Linked DNA regions of Rattus norvegicus: regions 2 and 3 are each linked to region 1. Evidence: chromatin contacts called from public Hi-C data. All regions are on one chromosome and are shown on one strand. The core of a region is the stretch at or near the end of the contact, and the rest is flanking DNA. Distances in the headings are between cores, read along the strand shown.

What was found. A called contact is a pair of places that touch in the nucleus more often than the background predicts.
Region 2: a Hi-C map of the A7r5 cell line shows a contact between it and region 1, with 3 times the contacts expected there. The contact joins the promoter of Fbxl13 here to the promoter of Ccdc146 in region 1. A contact is called at or near these places in 6 of 12 Hi-C or Micro-C datasets (the A7r5 cell line, Schwann cells, frontal cortex and 3 more).
Region 3: a Hi-C map of Schwann cells shows a contact between it and region 1, with 8 times the contacts expected there. The contact joins the enhancer-like site here to the promoter of Ccdc146 in region 1. A contact is called at or near these places in 10 of 12 Hi-C or Micro-C datasets (the A7r5 cell line, the Rat2 cell line, Schwann cells and 7 more) and 1 of 1 datasets of contacts at active chromatin or transcription factors (oligodendrocytes).

Annotation. Positions count from the first base shown.
Region 1 is chr4:14,553,377-14,557,912 of GRCr8, reverse strand. Ccdc146 (coiled-coil domain containing 146) reads right to left here and starts at 2,503. Exons shown (of 19, transcript NM_001419502.1): 1 at 2,405-2,503. Fam185a (family with sequence similarity 185, member A) reads left to right here and starts at 2,746. Exons shown (of 8, transcript NM_001395612.1): 1 at 2,746-3,405. The coding sequence starts at 2,997.
Region 2 is chr4:14,305,310-14,309,845 of GRCr8, reverse strand. It overlaps Fbxl13 (F-box and leucine-rich repeat protein 13), which reads right to left and starts at 2,715. Exons shown (of 18, transcript NM_001103355.1): 1 at 2,605-2,715. The coding sequence starts at 2,679. Armc10 (armadillo repeat containing 10) reads left to right here and starts at 3,047. Exons shown (of 6, transcript NM_001106576.2): 1 at 3,047-3,322. The coding sequence starts at 3,190.
Region 3 is chr4:14,720,267-14,724,802 of GRCr8, reverse strand. It overlaps Gsap (gamma-secretase activating protein), which reads left to right. Exons shown (of 31, transcript NM_001395028.2): 20 at 1,446-1,574; 21 at 2,286-2,344; 22 at 2,991-3,022. Among named protein-coding and RNA genes, the nearest start is that of Gsap, 77 kb to the left of the region's middle. Within about 2 kb of position 2,617, at least 16 of the 93 cell types and tissues checked have an H3K27ac peak or open chromatin away from gene starts, as enhancers often do. A contact at or near this core is called in Schwann cells, where this site is marked.

The DNA of each region.
Region 1 (4,536 bases), core at 1,254-3,753:
CTTAACAGTGAGACAATGCGTGGGAACAGGCTGTGAAAACTCTATCAGACACTTAAATGTAGACGAATCTGATACTTGTCAGGTTGTCGGGCGTTAGTAACGTTAATGTCTTACACCATTCTTACTCTCCATCAGATTTCCAGGTTCCAACCTCGTAAAACCAGGAAGGTAATTCTTCAACAAGTTTTAGTTTCTTTATTCGGAAGTGATGGAATAATGACTATGTCACAGATATCATTATGGCTCAGTGGCCAATTCTATTCATTTAATCTTTCTCAGAAAAGGAAAAATTACTATAGAAACAGGGTAATTTATTAAGGGTGCATATTTAGTCCAAATATATACAGCACTTCCACAGCAAATCAGAGTGCAGTTTCAACTTGCTCGTGCCTTTTTCAAACGTCAAAAAGTATGTCTCTGTGTTTTCATAAAAAGCTAATTTGAAGACTAATCTGAGTATATACGTCCACATGGAACCCAAGCCAATGGTGTGACTCACTGAGTGGGCTCCTGCTTATCATGAGATCTGTGTTATAGCCTCCTGAGGCAGGAGGCAAACACAGGAAACGATGGAGACCTGGGAAGGAAAGAAGCCTTCATTCTAGAGCCTGGCAGTGCTTGTCACCAGCAGAAACAATATTATCTATGATGGTCACCAATAGAAAGTCACTATCTCTTTTATAGTGATATTTCCAACTTAGGTTGTTGAAGGAGCAAGGAATCACATGTAAGACCTAAACATATGTGGCCTTTCTTCTTTCCCAGCTATACACCAGGAATTTTCTAGAAATCTTACCAAAAACCCTATTTCCAGTAAAGGACATGTCTTAATCCCTTTTATAATTCTTGTGACACATGGTTTTATTTTAGCATTGCCATCCAATCCAAGACATCTCTAGAGCTATCCTATAATCACACTTATTGAAAAGGGGGAGGGAAAAGGTTTTAAAGAAGTTTCCTAGAAATCCTTTGAGGCATAACTTGAGAGTCATTAAAAGAATGAATCTGTAAGACTTCTGCCAAGGCGCTTAAGGGCAAGCTCAAGAGAGCCTGAGAGGTTTACACCTGTGCTCTTGAATATGACTCTTTCTCTCCCTGAGTGAGCAGTCACCCCTACCAACCCCGGTGCTGCTTAAACCTGTGTTTAGAATCTCTTTTGAATCAACCCTCTTTCACACTAGCTTCTCCCAACATTTTTTTTCCTGCAGAGTCAAGAGTAGGTTTTTCCTCAGTGGAAGTCCTTAAGGACAGGGGGTTTCTCAGACGGCTGACAGAAGGGCTGGGCTGCCACAGTGCCATCACCACTACCATAGTCGTCACTAAGAGAATAACACGGACACTGGCAAGGACTTTATACCTATCGCTCTATCATTCTAGGTTCCAAGAATTGAGAGGGTCACATGTTTGGCTGAGAGTTCCAATCTTTAAAGGTATCATTTTATTTATTTATTTTGTACTCTATTTGAGACAGAGCTCTCAGTATATAGTCCAGGTGGACCTCAGATCTGAGATCCTCCTGCTTAGACTTCCCAAATTCCGAAAAACTACAAGTGAACACCACCACATTAGACTTAGAATTAGTTAAATCTGTATGTGAGGGAATTAGGGAATTATTTGAAGACTGTGGAGAAAGGGGGAGAAGAGTAGGCAAGTATGGATGAAATCATGTCCACAGCCCACATTTTCCATTATCTTTACTGCCTACTGAATAATAAACAGAAAAGAGTTAACTTCTAGAGTTATTTAGCACAGTCTATATATCAAAACTAAGGCCATGAAAATAATCTGACATCTCCTAACATGTCTTATTATCTTAGAGAGGAGGAAGAGAGGGAGAGAGAGAGAGAGAGAGAGAGAGAGAGAGAGAGAGAGAGAGAGAGAGAGATTTTATTTTATCACTAAGGCCAAGGATCAGTTGCAGGGAAAGAGCTCTAGATTGCTCTCTAAACAAGTTCAATTGTCTCCAAATCTCTTAGCAACTTAGAAATATGTCATTCCTAAAATACTTTAATCGTTTTGTAGACCGTACATCTTTGTTGTCCATTGTTTCATTTGATACTTGTGGGAAAAAAGAAAAAAGAAACCTTTAACACGATGCAAGAAAAACGTCATTTTACATGCAAACAGTTAAGACCCTAAGGCAACCAATGACTGACCTAAGGTCACTTACAATTAAGAAAGAGCCAGGATTCTAACACTTTTCCAATCTAGTATTTTCTAAGAGGTAGTTTCCTTAAAGGGCTGAGAAGGGAGGAAACAACAGAATGTGTCTATCCTCTCTTGCTAGGGGGATTCTCTATTCCAAGGGACCCACATTAGTTTGGTGATGTTTGGTTCTAGCCATCTAAAGAGGGTATTCCTAACTTTGAATCTAATTCCCATCTATAAACATGGTGCTTCTTACCCTTTCTTTTTGTCCTGATTCTTATTTTTCTCCGTGTGTTTTGGTCTCTGGGGTCTCACTTCAAAACTCCACCCTCTCCAGAGTCGCGTTCTCCGTATCCAAAGTAACCACACAGCTGAAATATTACCTTTCCATTGGTCAGTTAGATTAAGGTTTTTTTTTTTTCTTTCTCTGATCTCTTGGCCAATGGGCTTGAAGCAACAGGAACGCAACAGGGACTTCTCTACCAATCGGCTCTTGTCACTCTGCCTATTCGTCGCATTGTCTCATGGGATATGTAGTTTCAAAGCTACCAGAACCCCTCAATGTTTGGCTCCTTTAAAACTACATCTCCCGACGGCCTCCGCCAAAGGGGCGGAAATAGGTGGCTAGTCAGGGTCAGGGCTTCAACAGGACGCTTTGACGTTTTAATTTTCCTACCGGCATCGTTTTGAGGCTGAGATTTAAGTCGTTAAGTGCTGTGCTGGGACTTGGCTCGTTCTTCCTCAGCGGAACCGTGCTTACGGTCGCCTTTCTGACTGGCCCGAGGCAGCTCGTGTTTCGGGCTGTCTCAGGACCCGCGAGCCGAGGCTGAAGGGTTCCGAGGGAGAGCATGTTCGGCCGCCTCCCTCCTTGCGCGTCCCGGGTGCGGGCGGGCGCCTTGTTCGGAGCTCTGGGGACCCGGACATGCGGCTCCGGTGGGGCCGAGCGGCGGGGCTCGGTGCCCGCGAACCCTGGGGCCGGCCTGGCACGCGGGGATCTGAGGGAGTGGACGCTGAGGGTGAGCCCGTTTGGGCGGCTGAGGGCGCGGCTCCCATGCCACCTGTCCGTGAGGCCCCTGGATCCCCTCGCGCACCCGGACGGCGACCGCGTGCTAGTGGCGGTGAGCGGCGTGGGGAGCGGGACGCGTGGCCTAGACAGCCTGCAGGTCAAGTATGACGCTGCTCTGCAGGAGATGGCCATTCTGTCAGACGACATTGATCCCGAGGCGTCGGTGGAGGTGAACGCACCCGTCAAATTTGGCAAGTGATGTGAAAACGGGTTTGGGTCGCAAAATACCGTCTCACCTAGTTGGCCCTTTCCGGGGATCTCTTTTCTAAAGCCACACTCCTGGGTTCCTGAGTAGTGTTTAAGCGTTAGATTCCCGATTCCGGAGGAAAATTAAAACTGAATGGAAGCTTGTATTGGAACAATCTGAATCTAATTACATTGTGGAGCCCCATGTTCTTTTTTGTCACAGCCATTAGCATCGTTCAGTGTTGAGGTTTCCTGATAACTATCCAGTGGTTTGGTAGTCCACATCTTGGGGCTCTGGTCCCTAGTCAACTCTATGTATAGAGGCGTCCAGCTAACGTAGGAAAAAATACTTGCTTTCCAACAGGCTCCCAGGAAAGTATGTGTATTCATGTAGGCATGAGTAAATTCTCTGGGAATAACAAACTTTGAAGCAAGACACATATTTAAGGCTGCCTGGGAAAATTAATTATGGTACCTGCAAAACGTTTCTTAGGTGTCTGCGTCCCATTATTTCCCAGATGCAAACCGCTGAGCACACATATTTTTCTAGAAAGGTTTCTCGAGGCTCTCATTCTTCTTGGAACTGAAGGGTGGTGTTGCTGTTGATACCAATAGCACCATTTACCTCTTTCTTATAAGGTTCTTTTTATTAACCCTCACTGTCACGTAGTAGGGTGGATGCGTTTGTCCCCACTTCAGATGAGGACGAAGAAATGAAGGAAGTATCAGAAGACACACAGTGTAACTGAACAAACAAAAGGCCCCGTGCATGGTGGCGTTATGAAATTTGCTTTCTTAGATGCCTTTCCACCTTAAATACAATAGGCAGGGCTAGGATTGGAGCTGACTGGAATGGCTCAGCCGTTAATTGTGCTTTATTTCGTCTCAACTCCCAACTAGCCTAAATGGATAAGAGACCATACCTCCAAAATATAGTAATCTGAAGGTGCTGTTGGGTTTTTACCACGGTGCAGAGTAAGCTGGGTATCAAAGGAAAGGGAAGCAAAACTTAAAACAGCTCCTGGGAGATGGATATTACCCCTGCTGGCTCTCCCAAATCACCTCATTGCTGCTTTTCAGGGCGAGAGGCCTGTTCCCAGTGTAGTGCCTCGATTCCATCGGCCCCTCAGATCTCC
Region 2 (4,536 bases), core at 1,466-3,965, 250 kb after region 1:
ACAGGCTCTCTTACTAAGTTTCTTGAACTTGATATGTAGCCCAGCCTGACCTCAAAGCAAACCTCTTGTCCTAGCTTCCTAAGGCCTGGGATTATAGACATGTGTCACCAGCTTCCCAGACAGTGATTTTTACAGAACAATCGTTAACAAGTTAGAAAACAAGAAATTCTAGCAAAACAGAGGGGAAAAAAACTTCGTAATTCTAAAAGGTGGAATGCATTAAAAGGAACCAATGGGCATTCCGGGACTGAAAAAATGCATTGTTTACAGTTAAGATTTCATTTAATGCATCCAACGGATGTGATGAGATGCAACATAAAGCAAAATTAGCAAATTTAGCAATCTATGAAAATTATCAGTCAATGGAAAATATCCAAAATAGCACCCAGAACACAAAAGCGAATTAACAGGACAAAGCTAAAACAGAGGTCAAGGTAAAATCTTATTATAGTCATGCTTGGGCTTCTACAGGAGAAAAAATTGGGTAAAAATAATAGATTTAAGCAATTCCAAAACTAATGAAAATTAAATATCAATCAGCAGATTCAATAAGCTTAGTAATTCAGGCAAGTGTTTGTTGTTTTAGTTTGGTGCTGGGGTTTTGTTTTGTTTGTTTTTTGGTTCTGTTTTTTTTTTTTTATTTTTATTTTTGGGTGTTACCATTCCTATGCCTGGGCTCAAGCAAGTCTCAGCTTCAGTCTCCCTGGCAAGGAAAACTACACCTACCACTGGCATGCAGGCTTTGGTTTGGGTGTTCCTTAATCAGAGTGTACACAAGTCTGTAGGGAAACGGCGTTGTGGAGGAACAACTAGGTTTACTCAGAGCACACGGGTTATGTTCAGAAGAGGTCAAACACGCATAGCTGTCTTTGATAAAATATGTGCTTCACGTGTTTGCAGGTGGCTTTTACAAGAGCAAAGGTCTCAGGGATTTGAATCAGACATGTACATGCAGAGAGACCTGGCAGAACAGAAGCCACCTTACTGGGCTCTGAGGGAAAGTGAGAGTGCGCTCAAGGCCTGTCTTGCACCTGCTGTTAATGTGTGAGCAGAGGTGATTGGATAAAATCCTCTGGATAAAAATCACGGCGCAAAACCATCCTAAAACTAAGAGCTGTACCCACTTTCCCTGAAAATTGAATTGCACACTTCTCTCCTCCCCTAGAACTCCTTCATTCTCCCCATCACAGCACGTGCTCAGAACTCTGCACTTGATCTTAGCCAAAAGGCCGAGAAGCGATGTGCTCAGAACTCTGACAGCATCACCACACAACATACACCAATGTGCAGGCGAATGGGAGTCACCAGCGATTGCTCAGCTCCTGGGAGTATAAAACCTGGTTTTCAATACCATACTGTCCTCCTGAGGCAGGGCAGAAAGGGGATTATAGTGACTGGAAGCACAGGGTAGAGAGGAAGCCTTTCACTGACCAAAAAGGACTTAAGTCTGCTAAATAAGGACCTAATGGACAGTAACTAAACTGCTCTCACTTGGGGCTAGTTGCTGTATCCCCAGACACCTCAATCAATCAAGGATGACAAGACCAGTAATTAGGGTGTGCTGACATAAGTCAAAACAACACATAACCTTGAATTCCTGGCCTACCCACTCTCAGGACTAAATGAAGTTGCTCATAAATCCACTATACAACTTTAGTTACTGAATGAAAAAGAAACTTCAATTTTTAATCTAACCTTGTTACAAACTATACTCTTGGGTGATATCAGTTTTTTTTTTTTAAAAAAAGGAGTATTAATCCTATTGGGACTAGATGTCCCAAGTTATCAGAGGAGAAGTCTTCCCGTTCTCCTCTGATAAGGGGAGGGAGTGTTGGGGGAGGGATTTGTAAGGACAAGACTGAGAGAAAAGTAGGGGGGGTGGGCTTTGTTCGGGATGTAAAGTGAATGAATTACTTAAGAAAAAGAAAAAGAAGAAGAAAAGAGGTAGTGGCTTCTTGGCAACATTTAGAAAGGTAACCTTGAAAGCCACAAGAAAAAGAAAAAAGAAACCTATATCTGCATTGTGAAGACATAAGCTGGACTCTCCCTTCAGAAGTCCACAATTGTCTTGATCAGGTGTGTTCTACTCTATCTACTGGAGCACATGTTTCTGAGTTTAATGAAACCAACTTATCTTTATATAGGTTGGCACCGAAACTCATGTCTTTGTTAAAACCAACACCTCGGGTGTTGCCTGCGTGGCGATCTCTAAAAAGGTATATTGTGAGGTTGTGTCTCCTGCTAACAACGAGCGAGGAAATGCTTATACCCAGAACCCCTGCAGTCTTTTGTCTTCAAGTGGCTCACCACTCACTTCTTGTTCGTCTCTCTTCCTAATAGCACTTAGTACTTGACACTTGAGGTCTCCAACCCAGGCCTTGTGCTCTTTCCCCCTGGAGATTGTCACTTTCCCCCTCCCCCTCCCCTTCCTTTGTCATCTCCGCCCCTGCTTTAGCCACTGTCACCCTTCGGTGTTCTCTAACCTACCCCAAATAGACTTCAACTCCCCCATCCTCTATTTCCTATCTCCAGCTCTGGGAATCTCCTTGCCTCTCCCGGTCTCTTCCCTTGCCCTCTGTGTGAGAGGCTATGTAGCTCCAATACCTCACAGATTTGAGGAATGTAGTTGTCCTTGAAGTAGTTCCTTAGCCTGGGGGGGGCGTTGCGTAGTGAAGCCATAGTCAGAAGCAGGACTGAGAAACTACTGCGTTTTGTTGGTTACTGCTCCACGCTGCAGCGGAGGGACGCGTCGGTGCGTTGCCTGGCAACCAAGGAGGAGCCAAACAGTCTCAGCCAATCCGGAGATGAAGAAAGAACCTGGGGGGGAAGGGCAGGGGGAATGGGGAGGGGCGGACAGAACGGGGAGGAGCGGGCAGCGCTGGGAGGGGCAGGGGCAGGACAGGACCCGCGGGGCGAAGTAAAGTGGGAGGCGGGGCATAGCTGGACTGGAAAGTATTGGGGCGGAGCTAGGGGGCGGGACTCAAGCAGGGCGGTCCCCCACTTGATCCAGGAAAAAGATGCAAGCACTAGGGAGGGCAACGAGCAGAGTGGGAGGGCTTCCGACCTCAGCAGGGCGGCTTCCGGAAGGCGGAGCTCCAACCCCATTTCCTTTCTCTGGGCTGGTTCTGGCCCAGCTGCACCTGCGTGTGGCCCTGGCACCCCGGCTCCCTGCAGCTCGGTGGCAGCAGTATGGGCGGCGCGCGGGACGTGGGCTGGGTGGCAGCCGGGCTAGTCCTGGGCGCTGGCGCCTGCTACTGTATCTACCGGCTGACTCGGGGACCGCGGCGAGGCGGGCGCCGACTGCGCCCTTCGCGGTCCGCAGGTGAGGCGATGGGCTGCCCGGCATGTGGACTGGTTCGAGGTTCGGGAACCACCTCTGGACAGGCTAGATCAGAGGTGCCTTAGACACTCGCGACTGCATGGGGAGGAAGGCTAGAGGTAGACAGTCTGGAAGCCCAAGTTGCCTTGGGTGGGTCCTGAGCCGCTTCCCTGCTCCCACTTCTTTGTTTAAAATAAGGACTGAAAACATCGCCCGAAGTGCCCTATTACTTCCCTCCGGCTTCACAGCGGAGAGCTGAGGTTTCTCCAAGCTAAATAGATTGCTTCTCATTTTAAAGTTTGGGCCTTTGTGTTGTTACCAAAGAGGTGTCCCTTACTGTGTGAGAACGTTCTTAGGGGCCTCAAGTCCAGGTTGAAACTCTGCTCGCTGCTTTATGAAGAAAGGATCCCTGAGGTGCAATTCTGCCAGCACCTGTCTTAGGTGCTAGTACCTTTAAGTCATCCGTAGCATCCCTGCAACATGGGTGTGTGTGTTGGAAATAAAGAACCTCAGCCTACAGGAGACACACCTTCTGAAAGGATCGTTTAGGTCGTGAAAACTGTTGGGAAAACTATTTGGTCTGCCGACCAAAACCTGCTTTCCTCAAAGGCAGAGAAATGTATTTGTTTCTTTTGTCTTTTTTTTTTTTCCCCCGGAGCTGGAGTCCGAACCCAGGGCCTTGCCTAGCAAGCGTTCGACCACTGAGCAAAATCCCCAACCCCCATTTGTATTTGTTTTTAAATTGAGTAATCATTAAAACATTTTACTACTAATAAATTAGTAGATAAAACATTTTATCTACTAATGTTATTCCAAAGACAGAATTCTCATTTCCCTGTACCAGGGTCTATGCAAAATAAACAGTAGTTTGCCTTTAAAACAAGTGGACTCAAATATACCATTTTCCACACGGAGAGTTCAAGCAGTTATTGGTAGGACCTAATTGCCTTTCCCTAGAATGAAAATAAGGCACCATTAAAGGCAGATAGAAAACATGTCTTTGGGTTGTACACCTAGCATTTACTTTTCAAACTTTGCACTTCCTGGAAGGGACCAGGAAGAATGGTGGGTTTATATTCCAGCCTTCCATTTCCTTCAGGAAATGCTGTAAGAAAGGTCTGCACAGCACCTTTTCCTCTGGTCAGAGGAAAGCAGTTTTTGAAAATGAGCATTTGCCCCTCCAAAGCCTGATTTGTAGGTTTTTACTCCCCCCAACC
Region 3 (4,536 bases), core at 1,368-3,867, 170 kb before region 1:
TGCAGGTTTTGCACACGCATTCACAGCTGCTGTGAGGTCACGTGTGCATAGCCCCCGTCCTGTCTGGAAAGCATTGTTTTACAGTAGTTTTCCCACCCGCCTCTTGCTCTTACAGCCTTTCTGCCCCCCCTGAGTGTTGAGGAGCTGTGTAAGTGGCTGAGTTCACAGAATCGATGAGTACTTTTATCCTCTAGTAATATGCTTAGCACCTTCTAACAGTACGGAAGCTGGCCAGTACACACAGATAGTGTGATCAACCAATAGGAATGAAGTCTCCAGGTCTGTACCACCTCGATTTCTCCATGGTCTGTGATTTGAATATGTAGTATTTTCAGCTATAGGGCTTAGCATCAACTTCTGGAGGGTAGCCACTAACAAAGGCACTAGCTTATGTTTTGAGGGGACCCCATGAGCATAAACTCTCTTATTTTTTTTTAATCCTATTAAGAGTGTCATCACAGTAAGCACCAGTTAGGTCAGATATATCTAGCCCTGGCCAAATACTTATAGATATATTTATCTTGATAAGACTATATTAGAAGAACCAGTTGATCCCAGTGAGACAGGAGAGTACAACGGAAAGAACGCTGCTGTCACCAAGGTCGATGTGTAGCAGGGCACACATGAGACAGCCTGTGCTACGTGAATAGCCTCATAGACTAGGAGATAAAGCCCTAGAGCTTTCTACGGTGTTTGCCACTGAGTTCCCAACTCCTCTCCCAGCTCTGACTTGCTTCCTTTCCTGGACGTGGAGCTTTTCTTAGTAAACTGTTTCCACATCTGCTGCTGTCCCTGTGCCCTGTCCAGTTTCTTGTTCTAGAACACAGGAAGCTGGAAATCCCAGGAGAAAGCTCACCAGACTCCCTCCCACGTCTACAGACAGCATCACGGTATTCTTCAACATTAAATATACATTAGCATAGTGTTTTATTTATTAAAAACGGTTATGTTCTTCAAGATAGAATGATAACTAATAATTCAAAGATCTGAAGACCAACTGATTCTGTTTGGGAGAATTTAACAGTTATTGGGAAGTTGAGTTTATGTCATCGTTTCGATTCCTGGTTTTTGGAAGTGAATAAGCTTAGAAGGGAAACGAGCCTGTTCCAGTTACAAGCACATTTCTGACAGGACAGTGTGGTGACACCACCCGAGCCAGGAGAACCGCTCTCTAGGGAGGAAATGCCTTGAGTACAGAGCCAAACCCACCCGGAAGTCCTTAGTTTTGGGAAATGAACTGTAGTTCTCTCTATTGTAAACAGGAAGAGAAAAGAAGAAGAGAGGCTAGGCTCTTGATTTGCAAATTCTCATGGGTGACCCTGTTCTGTGAAACATGGAGTTGCTCAGAAATGCCAACACCCGAGAGGCATGGAACGAGATGTGGTCCCTACTACAGGAGAGACCACGGTGCCTGCTTTTCAAGCTAATGCTGTTTTTGTCTCCAGGTCTACAGCTTGAAGGGGTACTGGGCAAAGCTGAACTCCAACCTCGAGTATATTAAGTACACCAAGCCTCACCTGCACTACCACAACAGCGTCGTGAGGAGAGAGTGGCATAACCTGATCTCTGAAGAGGTGAGTCACACACACGGCTAGCAGCAGAGGCTGAGCCGCAAGGCTGGCCCATGCTGGCCATGCTGTCCTCTGTCACCACGCATATCACCCCAGTGAAACCCAGTGGGCAGGGAGGACTGCTCTATACTGCCTGTTCTTTGAGGAGAAGCTGGAGTAATGGAAAGAAGGGACACGTGACTCACTCATAGTAGAAAAGTAATGAGTACGATCACGTCTCAGACATTGTTAGGTTACTTGAATAGCTAAAAGTTTATTAAGAAAAATGTTAGGTGTTCCCCCAGTTAGTGTTTGCCAGAGGTTGGGAGGAGAAAGAGTTGATGAGGCAGACTGTAAAGGGATTGGTCATAGGGGGTGCTCTTTGGGAAAATGAGATAGTTCTGTGTTTTGATCATGGCGGTACACTGTAGTAAAGCTACACACATGGTGAAATGGCCTAGAACTACACACACAGTGTACCATATCCATTTCCTGACTGTGGTATTGTAGTGTGGCTATATCAGACAGAAACATTGACAGAGCTTAGGTGGAATGCCTAGGACCCCTGCACTGCTGCCGTATTGAGTCCTCTGAGAATAAGCAGCTGCTCTTCTTACGTGGGAAATAATATTAGTTTCCAACCCTTAACTATATTGCTATTTGTTCTTGCTACTAACGAAAAAGCTATCCACGAAAATTCAGTCTTCCTCAATCCTCACATGTTCTCACCCCTAGAGAACGGGAAAAAGGAGGTCCACAATGTACGTGAGGAACATTCTTGACAACGCTGTGAAGTGAGTACGATCAGAGGCTGCCTATCGTGGGCCCGGTTGGCTGCCCGCAGGGTATTCTCTCAGTCAACTGCTGCCCTTGGCTTCCTGTAGACCACTGGGCGCTGGGGTGTCTCTCGGGAAATGCCTCTCTAGACACTCAGCCTAAAACTGGCGACTTGTCATGGATAAACGGTCAAGGGGGCTTTTATCAGCGAGTACCTCTGAGAACGGAAGACGCAGCAGGTCGCTTTGTTTGAACGGTTGGTGGGCTGTGTTGGCGGGACCTGCTCTTATTTTGAAAGCGTTTTCTCTGGGTGGATGAGTCATCGCCGAGGGCTGAAAGTGCAGGCCTCATTCCAACCCCTGTTCTGTTTTTAGCCTTCGTTATTTCCAATAACTGAGAGCTTATTTTCTAAATAACCTGCTGTTGTTGGCTCTGAAGGCCTTTGGGATTTGGGGTTGTGTGCCTCTCGGTATACTGATTAAAGTTTTCGGGTAGCCAGAGGACAGTTTCTGCAGTGGTTTTGTGGGGCTTTAAAGGGGAGACATCTCTGCACGGTGCTGTGGATCGAAGGTTTTAACATGATGCTTCTGTTGTAGAGATAAACACTAAAATAAACACTAACTGGGGGAAACACCTAACATTTTTCTTAATAAACTTTTGCAGGGTGATTTCTAACATGGAAATGAAAACATTCGGTAAGAAAGACCTGTGTTAAAGTCCGTGCTTTGCTTGTAACATTTTTCTTCCTAACCAATGGGTTGGCAAGAAAATCACTCCCAGCCACATAATAGGGTGCCATGGATAGCAAACGCTCTTAATATCACCCTGTCACAGTTGCTACATACCATTTCAATATCTGTCTTAGTATCAGGACCTCCAGGGTGAGCCTCTGAGTGTGTTTGCTGATGGAGTCTTCTGGTTTTCCCACTTCTCCTCTCAGCGCTGATCTCTTAGCCTGGCCCCTGGCTGTATCCACCGGGTGCACTTGGTGTTCTCTTGCAGGAGCTGCTGCTTCTCCAGCTGTCTCATTGCATAGAGACTTTGACTTACATGTCCCATCCATTTGGTTCACATCAGGTCTTAACCCTGGGCTTGGTCCCAGGGGAGCAAAGATGGGTCATTGGATAAGCAGTGTGGTTCTGTGGGTGGACACCATCTTGGAGTCTAGAGCCAGCTGCCACATGCCAACCATAAGCGCCTGAACCTTGTCCTTGGGGCTAGCTAGCATGAGGGGAAAGGACAGAGTCCATTAGAGAATACCTAGTCAGTGTCTAGTGTAGGGAACAAGGGGTGTAGGCTGGACCCCTTCCCTTGATGGAGGAGAGAGGGAGTCTTGGGAGGTTTAAGTCTCCACAGGCAAGGAGGTTTACTCTGTGATAATGGAGGGAGAACAGTGAATATACCCAGGCCCAGGCCTTGGCGATATTGATCATGCTTCATGAAGGCTGGCCTCAGGAAACTGTTTTTATCTACTCCTGTCTTATGGGCTTGGATGTTTTTCATACGTGTGGGGACCGTAACGAACATTTAACTTGGAAATGGTGTAGCAGCAAGCCTAACAGCTGTATACACAGCCCAGTGAACCGTGAAGGTGGCTTTTCTCTACAGGGAACTGACCTCAGCCTGAAGAGACCATCCTTGCCTATAACCAGGGACTATACCCTACCAGACAGGGCATAATGTGTGAGATCCAAGGTCATCTTCCTGCTGTGGCTGAAAGCTGTGTAGTATGGGCGGCTTTCTTGCTGTCCAGGGGAGGTTTCGAGGCTCTCCGTAGTGCCAGGCCTGCCAGCATCTTGCCGGGCAGTGACTCAGTGCTCTTTAAAACTTTTCCTTTCTGTCTTGTGCTTTTCTTCCTGAGAGGAAAGCTGTCATTGCCTAAAACATTGCAAATTAAGGTCTTTAAATGCGTATTCTGAGTTATTTCATCATTATCCAGAGGGCTAATTGAGGAGGGTGGAGAAAGTGTTTATCCTGAGGGGCCATAGAGCACCCATGCCTTTTTGGGAGAAAACATCAGCCTGTGGGTTCTGTCCTCATACCTGCTCTGTGGTCTTAGAGATTCTGAGAGAAGAACCCAATAGGACAGTTGTTAGGGGAGACCTGGGGAAGCCCTGCCTGCCAGCCTGCCTGTCTGTCTTGTTAGGCAGGGTCAGTCAGAGTGGGGAAAGTGACATTTGGCTTAACTCTCACAGTTTGTCCTTTCAGT